Linked DNA regions of Sus scrofa: region 1 is linked to region 2. Evidence: chromatin contacts called from public Hi-C data. All regions are on one chromosome and are shown on one strand. Each heading gives the region's core, a stretch centred on a gene start, on an enhancer-like site or on the middle of the called end of the contact. The rest is flanking DNA. Distances are from core to core; before and after follow the strand shown. Region 1 overlaps PCSK6 (proprotein convertase subtilisin/kexin type 6). Region 2 holds the start of PCSK6 (proprotein convertase subtilisin/kexin type 6).

The links. Hi-C and Micro-C count contacts between places; a contact is called where the count stands out from the background.
Region 1: a Hi-C map of liver shows a contact between it and region 2, with 4 times the contacts expected there. The contact joins the enhancer-like site here to the promoter of PCSK6 in region 2. A contact is called at or near these places in 11 of 47 Hi-C or Micro-C datasets (embryonic fibroblasts, fetal liver, heart right ventricle and 3 more).

Annotation. Positions count from the first base shown.
Region 1 is chr1:145,559,337-145,562,208 of Sscrofa11.1, reverse strand. All of the region lies in intron 2 of PCSK6 (proprotein convertase subtilisin/kexin type 6), which reads right to left. Among named protein-coding and RNA genes, the nearest start is that of PCSK6, 52 kb to the right of the region's middle. Within about 2 kb of position 1,423, at least 22 of the 83 cell types and tissues checked have an H3K27ac peak or open chromatin away from gene starts, as enhancers often do. A contact at or near this core is called in fetal liver, liver, retroperitoneal adipose tissue and 1 more, where this site is marked.
Region 2 is chr1:145,507,129-145,510,129 of Sscrofa11.1, reverse strand. It overlaps PCSK6 (proprotein convertase subtilisin/kexin type 6), which reads right to left and starts at 1,472. Exons shown (of 21, transcript XM_021098951.1): 1 at 1,173-1,472. The coding sequence starts at 1,457.

The DNA.
Region 1 (2,872 bases), core at 174-2,673, 52 kb before region 2:
CAGGGTCCAAGTTCCTCCAAGCTGAACTGCATGGGCCAAAAGGTGACCCTTAACGCTGGTGAGAGACGGCACTGCTGCTTCTGCTAATGTTGGGAAACAGTAGGGTGAGCGGACTTGAGGACATTAGTTCTCTTCATTCACTCCGGAGTGAGTTCTTACTCCGACTGAAAGGAAAGGAAGCACCCTGTCCCCCTTGAGGATCACCTGCTTCTGCTCATAGACAACCTGCTCCCCAGTCACCAGTCACCTTCTGTCAAGGACATCAACATAGGATGCGGCGTGATGAATTCAAGCCCTCTTTAGGACTTTTGCCACAATTTAACCAAGGCCACAGTAAACTTCTGAAGTCATTACAGAAAAAGAAGTTGAGGAATAAACGGTAACAGATACAACGGGCTGATGTGAACCCACTCCGTGAACACTGAGATGTTTCAATACACAATGACTAAGCATCTGTCTATTATTTACCAGGTAGTCTGCTGGACTGGGAGAAAAAACAAATGAGAGGCGGCCTTGGCCTTTGACAGCTTTACAGCTCAAGGTGGGCGTGCATGCATCTAACCACGAGCTCCTCTGCCTCCCTGCCGCCTCTCCGTGGTTTCTAGAAAACTGAGTGGTCTGCCCTATCTCACACTGGCCTTAGGGACCAGCTGCAACTCCCACCAGCCCCATCCCTGTCACTCACCAGATTCCCAGGAAACTAAACCCCTCATTTCTCCCACCAACACCACTGTGTGCTCTCAGTGCTTCCAAAGTGGCCAGCAGGAGATGTCACAAGGACAATACGGGGGGCCCGAGGTCCAGCAAGGCTGACAGCTGTCAATGGACAGCTCTCACAGGCACTGGGAACTGCAGGGAGAGGATGTCCATGTGGCCACAAAACCCTTCAAGATGTCATGTTCTCCCCAGCAGTGGTCAGTTCTGAATGGGTGCTGCTCAGGCTCTGGCCCTACCACCTGTGTGTGAGTATCACGCTGGGATGAGAGCAGAGGGCTAATAAGCAGCCTTGACGACACCTCCATTCCTGGAGTCTGGTGGGGAAGTCAGGCGCTAAGGGAAACCTCACAAACTCAGAATGTTAACATCATACTGCTAGGAGAAGCGAGCTAGCCGGAGGGCTCTAGCTTCCGGTGGCAGGGCTATGGCTGAGACCAGAGGGTTGGGGAGAGTCACAGAGGGGAGGCAGTCTGTGCAGAGGCTGTGCAGGGGGAGAGAGCAGATGCCATCCAATGAGGAGTGTAAAGGCCCGTGTGGCTGGGGCCACAGGGAGGTCAGGCCAGGAGGACAAGGACTTGGGCAGGACAGTCCCAGGGGTGGTTGGCACCATTCCAGAAGTTCTTCCGGATCCCTAAGGATGGTGGAGAGCAGACTGGTGTTGGCCAAGGGTGCCCACAGCAGTCTAGTGACCGGGCAGTGTGGGGTTCAGGTGAGAGGACTCTCGCTTCTGTGACAGAGGTGTGATCAGGGGTGGCCAGTCGACTCTGGGACGAGGTGACTTTGAGACATCTTTGAGGCATCTAAGTGGAAGTGCTGAGTGTGCCAGGGGGTGAAATAATAAAGCATCATCTTTTAAAGTATATTGGAAAGTTCTAACTGTTTACCAATTCGTAGTAGCCAGTCCACTAGCCCCAGGGTTCTGCAGAAACGTGAAGAGACAGCCGCAGACCTCTCCTGTCCCCACGTGGGTCAATCCATCAGGCCCTGTGAGGCAGCCCATCCTGCCCCCAGCCCATCCCATAGTTCATCAACCCTGAGATCGATGTGGTCACTTTCTGTCTATGTGCTTGTATTTGCCAGGAACTTTTTGTTTGTTTGCACTCCGAATGGCTCCAGCACACAAAACTGTCAGATAAAATTCCATCTGTGGTTAATGGAAAGATCGGCTTAAACGTTGCATCACTGCTGGAAAGAAACCTGAGCTTTGATTAAACTCTGGGGACAAAGTCCCATCCTATGAAACAGAATGCCCACTCTGGTCCCAGAAATCATTTTCCAGCTTCTGAGAGTTAAAGTACTAAAACAAAGCATCAACCCAAAGCCGCCCATTGCCCAGGAAGGAGCCTCCGAGGGCCTCCCTAATAATATCTTTATCCTCCTGTTTCCATCATCAATCTGGCTGAGCACTGAAGGGAAAGGAAGGGCTGAACCAGAGTCATCATTCTAAAATGCAAGGGTTGGAAGACGCAGGCAGCAATGTCGAACTATAAGCCAGCTTGGAACATAATCAGAACAAGTAATTTTTAAAAAATGTGTGAATCCTTTCCGCCATTGGCTGATGCTTCTGTAACATCCACCCTTCTCCAGACTTTTGGCCAAAAGAACAAGTTAAAAACAAATGCTTTCAGTTTGCTTAAATGACAGCCCTTGGAAAAACCCAGTGACTGATACCATGCCCTGAGAACAGTCAGGCTGTTCTCCCAAGGAGCGGGCTCGTCAACAAAGCCCTTTGAGAAAACGGCCCTCTTCAAAGGTGGATAAAAACATCAAGGAAAGGTGATTAGGAATGGAAGGGAAAGGACTGCACGACGCTGGTACAGGATCAGGGCAAAGAGATGCTTAATAAACGTGTGTGTGGCTGAAGTCTTAAATCTTCCCTCTCACTTGTGTTTCGTTTCGTTTTGTTTAACAAATGTACACTCTACCAGCTTTCATGGGAGGTGCGGATGGGTTGTAAATTCCGTCACTTATCCAAGCGATTTTGTACAACAGGGACTGGAGCTAATTAAAATAAAATACCATCTGCATTCGATTGAACTTTATCCTAAACCCTCTAACATTCATCTCCAGTGTGGTCATTCAAACACCATGGCAAATGCATTCCAATAATTCTGAATAATATTAAGTCATCTCTTCCCTTCCTTAATAATATTAA
Region 2 (3,001 bases), core at 223-2,722:
AGCAACTCAGTGAGTCTCGAAGTTGTTTCAAAAATCCGGCAGGACCTGGCGGGGAAGGGAGATTTCTGATCCCAGGAAGGGAGCCCTGAACGGCAGTCACTGTGCCTCTCACTTGCAATGTCCAGAAGCTCACAGCTCAACTTCAGTTCCCCTCTGCTCCTTTAATTATAACAGCCAAAACCCAGGCGCTCTGTAATTTACCGGGCAGTGTAAGAGTCACTTTTAGCTGAAGACAAATTGCTGGGCCACCTGGGCAGAGCAGTGAAGTGTGGCAAGAGCCAGGGCCCTAAGCAAACAGGGGGGAGCAAGGAACCAACCAGAAAGACCCAGAGGAGCCCCTTCTCCGGTCTGAAGCATGAACTCGGGAGATTTAGGAACCACAGAGAGAATCAAAGCCAGTGCTACCTGAAGGCAAATCTTAAATCACAGGATGTTTGGAGAGACCTGAGCGGTCAAAACACACACACCAAAAAAGAGACACCAAAGGATGTGATGGGTTCTTTCAGACACTCTGACCTGCAGTGTAAAGTACAGTTCAAACGAGCACAATCTACTTTTCCAGAAGGGTGCACATCACACAGGAACTGCATCCACGCTGGAGTTAAGATGCAAAGAAAAGTCCTTTACATTAGGGCCGCACCACACTCTGCTGGCTTCTGTCACGGAGAATGATGAAACCAAATTTAACACTGCCTGGCAGTAGGGGCTGAGTTATGAGTGGTGCCTCCCTGTCACTACACTTGATCCTCTTAAGTGTGTAATCTGGAGATGTGTTCACCGCACCGACAGGTCCCCTGTGGGACCCCTCCACCGGCCATAAATCAAGATCAACCCCCGCCTCACTGCCACTCTTCAGGGTTGGGGCTGGAAAAAGGGGACCTGCCTCCAAGGTCCTTTGAAGGAATGCCCCCTTCGTGCCCCGGTGCCGCGGAGCCAGGTTCGGCGACGGGACGAGCCCGGTGGGTAAGGAGGACGGCGCCCACCACGGCGGGGCAGGTGTCCGTGCCCTCTTGCGCCGGGCCTGCGTGGGCGCCCCCGCCGGCCACCCGTTTGTCCCCACCGAGGGCCCCGCGCGCCGCGCTCCCGGGCAACTCCCCAAAGGAGGCGCCCCCTCGCGCCGCTCCCGCCGGCGGCCGGGAAAGTTTTGGGCGCGTGAGGCCGGCTGCACTCACCTGGCCCAAGTTGAGGTAGCCGTGCGCCGCGGCCACGCGGTCCGCCGCGGCCGGGCCGCCCAGCACTTGCACCGCCCAGTGGTTGGTGTAGACGGGGCGCGGCGGTGGCGGCGCGGAGCAGGCGGCGGGCAGCGCGAGCAGCAGCAGCCAGCGCCAGGGGCGCGGCGCCAGCGGCCGGAGCCCGAGCCCGCCGGCGTCCCCTGTGTCCGCGTCCGTGTCGGCAGCGGCGGCGGGGGCCCGGGGCGGCGGCCGGGGCCCAAGCGCGGGCAGCGCGCGCGGAGGCATGGCAGCGGCAGGCTCGCGCGGCGCCCGAGCGGCGAGTGCGCCGGGGGGGTGGGGTGCCGCCTTTTAAAGCCGCTCCGCGCCGGGGGAAGCGCCGCCGCCGCCGCCGCCGCCGCTGCGGGCGGGAGCGAGGGAGGAGGAGGCGGCCGCCGCGCGTTCCCGCCCGCGCGGCCCGGCGGCGCCGTGGACCCGCGCTCGGTGGCGGGCACCCCGGCCTTCGTGAGCCCTCGGCGAAAAGGTCCCTGGGGAACTTCCCGCACTTTGGAGGCGCTCGGGACACAGACGGGCCGGGGCAGCGCGTTCCCCTGGCCACCAGGGAGGGTGGGGCGGGTGTGGGGGAGTGGGGTGCGTCTCAGGTGCTTACTGTTCCCAGGCCGGTGTCGTTCCACCCGCCGGGCAGCCTGGAGGCCTCATAACGCCTGACGGTGTTTGACCTCATTCACAGGAGGCCTTGCTCATCCCAGCGGGCCACAGCGGGTTCGCCCTCGGTTCTGGGTTTTAGGGCCAAGAAGCCACAGGGAAAGAGGTGGCCGTGGCCCAGTCCAAAACTAGGCTTGACTGAAGGGGCATGGTGAGGGGGCAAAGACATTTACCCAATTAGCTGGTTCGGTAGAAACCTAGGGGGACAGCTCCCTAGAGGTCCCAGGGAGGTAGATAGCGCTGGGGAACCCCCCCCCCCCAGTCGACCATTTCCTATCTGAGTGATCTTGGGCTCCACCTGTAAGTGGGAGTGACAATAGTATCTATCCCCTGGAGCTGTTTAGAGCAAGACATGAGTGCTGGCCATGCACTAAGCTGTTGATAAACATTTGTTTTTAGGAGCCCAGACCTGCCACATGGTAGGTGATCTCCAGTTGGGTAGACCTTTCATACCTCCCACTGACCTGGGACCAGTCAGTGGGAAAATGAGATGAATCATCTTGGCCTCCCGCTGCCAGGAGTCACCTAGAACCCAATAGGTAGTTACTTGGTATACCGTGGAGCGCTGAGGGAATATTCACACCTCAGAAGAATGGTGAGAGGTGAGGATCGTTTCAGGGTCTCTTGTCCCTTGCCTTGCAAGGGGTGTTGGTCCCAGCTGGCCCCATGTGGAAAGCAAACCTTTCCCCTAATTAATGTGGGCGGGGAAACAAAAAGTAGGTAAGGAGGCCTTAATGCAGGAAGGGAGTCAGAGACTGCTGGTCCCTTTGCAGGAACTGTCCCTTGCCTTCCAAGTGCTGCAGAGCACGCACCTGAGTCTGTGGCTTGGCAGGTAGAAGGTAGTTGAGGAGGGGCAGGAGGGGGTGGGATTCCTCGGGGGAGCAGGACCCATGGCTTCCCGGGGCCTTTCCAGCCTCCCTCTCAGGAGCCCTTTGGTTTCGTAACCCACATGATTCATCCTTTCTGCAGGCGTGAGTCACCCCAATGGAGGTGGGAGAACGTGAGGCGTGGTGGGAGGCCCAGCAGGGACACGGGGACAAGCCAAAGTCTTGTTCACAAGGGCTTCTGCCCAGGGCCCGTTTTGGAACCTGAGGATTGATTTCCACGAGTTCTTCTCTTTTCTGCAC